Regions from separate parts of the Gossypium arboreum genome. Here region 1 is linked to region 2. A link is a contact called in public Hi-C data. All regions are on one chromosome and are shown on one strand. The core of a region is the stretch at or near the end of the contact, and the rest is flanking DNA. Distances in the headings are between cores, read along the strand shown. Region 1 holds the start of LOC108460586 (2-Cys peroxiredoxin BAS1, chloroplastic-like). Region 2 holds the start of LOC108458327.

Region 1 (3,743 bases), core at 222-2,721, 500 kb after region 2:
ATTTTTTCCCCTCTCCGTATAATAATATATTATGTTTTTATTCAAAATTATGTTCATCGAGTTAGAAAGCTTTTTTTGTTGGAAGTTTTGTGTCTTGGGCATAAGGTGCAAATTTTTTTTTTTAAAAAAAATGCTTCTCTAAATGTATGCCCTTTTGTACGTGTTATAATATATAAAACATGCAGATTTCGTGATTGTGTCTTGTCTATTTACTCCGTTTTGGGTGGACAATAGTCAATTTAACTAAAAGATATATATGCAAAGGTAGAATGAATTAGGGTGAAGGATGTTAAAAAAGACAATGAAGAAAGCAGTGGATAAGTCACAACCCAATGAGTGAACTGTAGGATAATATGATGTAACTAAAGTTTGTTGTAACACTCTATATCCGACTTGATTTAACATATTTAAATATAAATTATCATGATATTTACATACTTAACAACATTTTACAATCTACAAAAACTATATTAAAAGTACCACTTATCTTTATAAAATCTATTCTAAGTCAATAGATTTGAATAATACATTTATCGTTTGTCACAAACTTTAAAGATAAAATAAAACCTTAAAATAAAGTGTTTGATAGACATATTCATAACGTATCTTACTACTTGTCGCTTGAAAAACATATTCTATGTCTCTCTGTATGCATAATATTGCCCTCGGTCTACCAACATAGCGCATCATTGGCTTGGTCCTTCCTGGCACACTGGTTCAGTTCTCAGACCTGCATACCAAAAGACGCATATAAGTTCAAAGAAACTTAGTGGGTCTTACTCATTATTACCTTTTTACGGGGTCGTAGAATATTTTGAATCAAGGGTTTGGGTTCTTTCTTAGACTTTGGTGAATACTTTTCTGATTCTTGGTTAACAAATAGCTATGTGTCAACCTCTACAATTAACCACCTTTTATACTTTTCGCCCAATTAATGGATCACATGCTTCACCCTATAATTCGAATCTCATTACATACTTTCTTTGCAGAAGGTAGTTGAATGTACTCCTCAGAATGATATTCAACAAATGTTATTCTTGACGGATTCTTCTACAGGACTCAACAATTATCAGGACACCAATTACATCATATCTTTAGATTAATCTAGGCAACTAGACTTATTTAGAAGAATATAGCATTTCAATCCAAACAATAGAATCCCAGATAATATCTTGGATATGCCCAAGTTTGTTTCCGCCAAAAATAATACAATTTTCCTTCCAAAAATACTTTTTTACTTAAAAGTGTTTTTTTTTTAATTACTAAACATATTTAATTATTATGCAAAGTTGATTTTATATATTTTCTGTGTTTGAGGAAGAAGTTGGTAAATTGGGCTAAGAGCCCAAAAGTAAAAGAAAACGAAGGCAAAATGAGGTTGTGTAAGCTCGGCTTGAGTTCACAGACCAAAATATGTGGAGTGAGGAGTGAGTGGGTAAGGCAACAAATATACCCCCCCCCCCCCCCCCAATCACTGACCAAACCCCAACTGTCCACTTATTTATCTTCTTATCCACTTCCCTCTGGTATTTCATTTATCCCTCGCCCATATTCTCTTTCACTGCAAACTGTGAGCGAGTGAGTGAGATGGCTTGCTCAGCTACTTCATCGGCCGCGGCTCTCATCTCCTCTAAGCCAAGGGCTTTCTCCTCCAATTCCAAGCCCTTCTCCCAATCCCTTTCTCTCCCCAATCCCTTCACTGGTCTCCCTGCCCCTCTCCTTTCTCGTCCCGCCTCCTTTTCCCTCTCCCGCGCCTCCCCTTCTCGCAAGTCTTTCGTCGTCAAAGCCACCGTATGTTTTTCTCTTCCCCTTTTCGCTTTTTCTATTCATGTTTCTACTAATTTTTAAATGGTTTAATTTAGACTGGAAAGGGAATGTGACATTTACTTTGTTTTAATGACTTTCTTTTATTAATATCAACAATTGTAAACATAATGTATTAGGATGTCTCTGGGCTTTAGTTATTTTTACAAAGGATTTTTTTAGAATGTATTTCAGAGTGTGGAATTTGGATCTGGTTTCGATTTTAATACAAAGATGGAAAAAATTAGTATTGCCAAGGAATAGCGCCGTAAATGTGGGTCTATGACTCCATTGTAAAGGCAAAATAGGAAGCCAAAGCTAACTCCATTTGGTGAGTTTTGTTGGGGGCTCCAAATGAAAATGGATATCTATATCATTTAGTTTAAAATGAATTAGTTTGTTGTCAATAAACATTTTAGCAATTTGGAGAAAGGAAAAAGAAGAAAGAGGAGCAAATTATGTTAAGTGAAATTCAGAATTAATTTTGAGATATGTTTATTCTAAACGAATTCTGAATGTTTTGATGGTGAACTATTTCTTTATCCACATAATTTCCCATGTATGATTCGGTTTCATATTGCGCGCATCTCTTTCAGAGTGAGCTTCCATTGGTGGGAAATCCTGCCCCTGATTTTGAGGCTGAGGCCGTCTTTGACCAGGAGTTCATTAAGGTATCTTATGTGGATATTGTTCTCAAGTATAGGCACTTAAATAAAATTTTCCCTCTTTTGTTATGATTACATATGTTTTTTCCAATTCTATTCTTAACTATGCATTATTCTTTCAGGTCAAGCTCTCCGAATACATTGGGAAGAAATATGTGATTCTCTTCTTTTACCCGCTGGACTTCACATTTGTTTGCCCCACAGGTGTCTTTCACCCTGAACAACTAGCCTAATAGTTTTCTATGATATTAGAGTCTCATTTTCACCTCCTAAAATGCTTCCTGCTTGCAGAGATTACTGCTTTCAGTGACCGCTATGAAGAATTTGAGAAGCTAAACACCGAAATATTAGGTGTTTCTATTGACAGTGTGGTAAGGTCCTTGCTTTATAGCAAAAAATGTTTATACCTCTCTGCCTATATTAAAGTTTAGTAGTTTCCTTCAGGCGCGGAAGATTCTTAAAGGAATGCTTATGTCTTCATTGTAGCTTTACGTAGTTTGCAGGTTCATTATTCTTAGACCCACCACAGTGATGATATAAGCAATGCAAAATTGCAAATCTCTATGACCATGTATCCTAAAAATTAGTCAAGCGCACAAGGTAAGAGATAACTAACCACCAAATGCAGCATAAATTTATTCAAGGCAAAAAGACACATCCAAAATAAAGACACCAAGTTGCCATTGTCCTATCAAAGATGATATGGAATCTCAAGATTTAAATTCTAGTTTTAGGGTTTAGTCTTGATTTGGTTTGAAATTGATGCTTCGGTTCAGATCTGGAATTAACAAGGAAAAGTAAGTCAAATTTCTAATTAAGAGTGAAAAGAAAAAAGAACTAAAAAAAATAAAAAAGAAGAAGGATTAAGGAAGAAGAATCCGGATTTGGAATGGAGTACATATATAATTCGGCATTGAATGCAAATCCTAGATGCCAACTTGAACAACCTGAAATCAATAAGAATCCGAACTAGAGTTAAATTATAAAAAAAGTAAATGAAATCAGAAATAAAAGAAAGAATTAGGGTGTGGAGAATTTAGCTGAGGATGAATTTTTGGGGCTTGAATAAACAATTATATTTGGTCACCCTTTACAAAGACTCTTACTTTGACTCAAAACACTTCTGGAAAGTTGTAGAAATTTATAGAGATCGATGTTTCTATCTGGCCAAGCAATGGTGTTCTGAATACTATTTTCCTCGTTAAGATATGTTGCTACCATACTGCACTCTAAATTTCGTGAAGTAATTGTTTTATCTATATTCTTATGTTTTAT
Region 2 (3,597 bases), core at 288-2,787:
AAAATCAAAGATGCACATAGATTACAAAATAAAATAAAAAAAAACCATTGTTGGTACCTTTTCTGTATGACCTGAAGCGCCAACAGCTGCTTGGAACCGTAGGAAAGCAAGCAACTATTAAATACAATAATAGGGCTAATAATAATAATAATAATAATAATAAAGAGAATATCTTTCATTAAAAGAGAAACTTCTCAATCTGTTACCTGATACAGATGCCGTTCCTCCCAGGGACTTGAACAATGATTCCACAAAGTCCTTGTAAAAGGTAATAACACCTGAGATCATCAGATGCAATTGAGATCTAATTCTAACAATTCAACTAGGGTTAATATACAATATGGTACCTGAATTTGGCTTCAACATTTAATTCGGCACCTAAGTTTCCATTCGTCCTAATTTGCTACCTGAGTTTGGCTTCAATGTTGACATTGGTACCTAAACCAAATGGCATCATGTAGTCCAACGAGTATTTGATGTATAATCTAGTAAAAAGAATATAGATACTTAAATGGGACCAAAACATTCTCGGATACTAAATAGAACATTGAAGTCAAACTTGGGTACTTGGGAAAAATATTCATTCATCCTAATTTGCTACCTGAGTTTGATTTCAATGTTCAATTTGGTACCTAAACCAAATGGCATCATGTGGTCCAACGAGTCTTTGATGTCTAATCTAGTAAAAAAATTATAGATGCTTACTTGGGACCATAACTTTCCCGGATTCTAAATAGAACATTGAAGTCAAACTTGGGTGCTTCAGAAAAATATTAGTATCAAATTGAACCTTAAAGCCAAAATCAGGTGCAAAATAGCATATAAACCCATTCAACTAATACTAAAATAGTACATCAAAGACATTAAAACATACCAGGATTTCCAGGAACAAACACAACATGAAAAGAGGGACGAACAGCACGAATTTCAAGTATCTCAGTCATGCAACTGCATAGCAAAGATGTCCAAAAAGATCAATAAAACAAGCATCGATATGAAACCTCTTTAAAAACTAAAGAAAATAAAATAGAATCTTTATAAACATAACATACCCGGAGACACTGCACAACCTAAGATTTACACATTTCGTAGCATTTGAATCCAAATCCGTAAAATCCATTTCTCCACGGCTGGAATTTGGTATGCTATCAGTTCTCCTGAAAATTGAAAAAAGTTTATCGGGTTGACTTAAAAATTCCTCATGCTGTCAACAAGTGGGCTGTACCCATATTTCATGACATTGTAAGTGCTTAAAAACTGAGAATAATGAAGCCTATTGTCACATGCATCAACAATATTATAAAGCTAATGCATACAGAAGACAATTGGGATAGTTTTTTGTTTCTTTTTATAAACCCAGAAATATAGTTGCATATTTTCATCAAATGAAGAATTGGAATATACCTGTACTTGAAGGAGCGAATAAAAGAAAGGGGTCTCTGTGTTAGAGCAGCAATACGAGCTAACATTTCTGATCTTTTTCACTTAAACCTTTTATAATTATAGATTTATTATGTTATTTTCAGTCAGTTCTTTTGTAAAGCTGTAATAAAGGTTTCCTGTTTAAGCCTTAAGCGGATTGTTGTTGGGCTGAAAAAAAACTGATGGAGAGTGAGTTGACCCGGTTAGCTACCATACGAGTACCTAACAGGAAAATGGGCCAGGATGAGTACTTACCACTGAATCTCTGACCACTTACCGTTGAGCCCGAATCAGCTGATTTTATGTATTTAATATTTAATTTATTTTTTAAATATTATATTTTTAACATATTAATTAATATAAAATAATATTTTTATTTTAATTATAAAATATATTAATTTATCAATTCAAATATTATAATATGAAATTTCCAAATTATAATTAAAGCATTTCTAACATATTCAATGCAAAGTAAGATTATTAAAATAATAACTAATTAGCATAATTAACTATTAATTAAGTTTAAAATGCATAAGATTATACTAAAATAATAAGTCCTTTTTTCAAATAAAATTAGCACAAATTTTTACATCAAAATTTTAATTAATAACACCTTTCTTTTTCTTATATTTTATACTTGAGTTCTAATTAAGTAATAATTCTATTTTAAAATTTAAACAATTTTTAACTAATAATAATAAATTAAATTATAATTATGTATAATTATCACAACTTCTATTAAATCATAATTATTTTAGATATGCAATTATTACAACTTTTATTTTACGTCAATTTTTAATTAATAATTCTCAATTATACATTATAAATTATTTTTAAATTTTAGTGTAGTAATATGAAGAAAACTAAAGACTATTTTCAATTAATTCAAATATTTTTCAAACTCATACTTTTATATATGTATATATATATTATGGATATAGATTATAGATGAATAAAATTTCGACAAGGTATATAACTTGTTTTACATTTCATAATTGAATTTATAAAACGCTTCAAATTCTAATAAATTTACTTACACTTAATTATTTTAAATTCATATTAAATTTGATTATTTATATTTATATTATGTATTAAATATTTGATTAAATTGATGTTAGAAATCAAACCAACACCAATTCAATAAGATAATAATGAAAATATCTTATCTAAAAAGTCATTTTTTATAGATTAAGCTTATCAACTCACAAATTGAAAATGAGAATTGTAAGGAGGTGTTGAATATTGATGGAAAAGGTCATGAAGAAAATCATTTGCCTGAGAAATAAAGGTCAATCTTTCACTTTTTTATTATTATTATTTTCAAATAATGTGTTTTTTTATATTTTCAAGGAATTGTCAAGGGTGCGTTAGTAGCAAATTTTTACATATTTTTCGTGAGTATAATTGAGAGCACAAGGTTGATATTGTGGGTCTTTTAGAGACTAGAGTTAGTGGTGTTAAAGCTGATTTGATCATCGCTAATCTCGGTTTTCAATTCTCTCATCATGTGGAGGCAATTGGTTTTTCTGGGGGTATTTGGATTGGATGGAAGGTGTTGATTTGTGTCAAAGTCCTTCGAAGCCATCCTCAATTTGTTCTGTTATAGGTTTTTGATAATTCTTTATATCGGCCTATATTTGTTGTTTTTGCTTATGGTAGTCATTATAGTTGAAAATAAAAACACCTTTGGGAAGGCTTCAAGATGACTATTCCAAGTAACGAGTCTCTTTGGTTTGCTGTAAGAGACTTTAATGCATTTTTTCTTCTAGTGAAAAAAGAGTTGGGTGAATTATTTGTAAAATATTCCGTCTTTTTTGGTGATTTTATGGAATCGACTAAATAGCATGATTTGGGGTTTAGAGGCCCTTCTTTACATGGCATAGTGATGTTGTGTTTGAGCGCTTAGATAGAGCTATTGGGAATGATGAGTGGATCTACTCTTTCCAAAATTGGTCGGTGACTCATCTTCCAATACTCAAATCTAACCATAGACCTCTCTTGGTTTCTCTTAAACCATCGCTTCACTTATCTAAAGGTCGTCCTTTTCATTTTTTAGCTGGTTGGGTAGAACATCCAGATTTCTCTAAGTTTGTCATTGAAAAGTGGAGCTTTAATGGGTATTTGTCAGAATATTTTTCTCACTTCATGAATCAACTCAAGAGCTGGAATAAAAAT

The links. A called contact is a pair of places that touch in the nucleus more often than the background predicts.
Region 1: a contact with region 2 is called in a Hi-C map of leaf, with 3 times the contacts expected there. The contact joins the promoter of LOC108460586 here to the promoter of LOC108458327 in region 2. A contact is called at or near these places in 2 of 5 Hi-C or Micro-C datasets (both in leaf).

What each region holds. Positions count from the first base shown.
Region 1 is chr4:84,114,180-84,117,922 of ASM2569848v2, forward strand. It overlaps LOC108460586 (2-Cys peroxiredoxin BAS1, chloroplastic-like), which reads left to right and starts at 1,472. Exons shown (of 7, transcript XM_017760130.2): 1 at 1,472-1,791; 2 at 2,400-2,474; 3 at 2,591-2,672; 4 at 2,760-2,839. The coding sequence starts at 1,588. It overlaps LOC108458857 (putative HVA22-like protein g), which reads left to right. Exons shown (of 8, transcript XM_053026661.1): 8 at 1-47.
Region 2 is chr4:83,611,066-83,614,662 of ASM2569848v2, forward strand. It overlaps LOC108458327, which reads right to left and starts at 1,538. Exons shown (of 13, transcript XR_001867276.2): 1 at 1,405-1,538; 2 at 1,053-1,157; 3 at 875-948; 4 at 207-278; 5 at 58-86.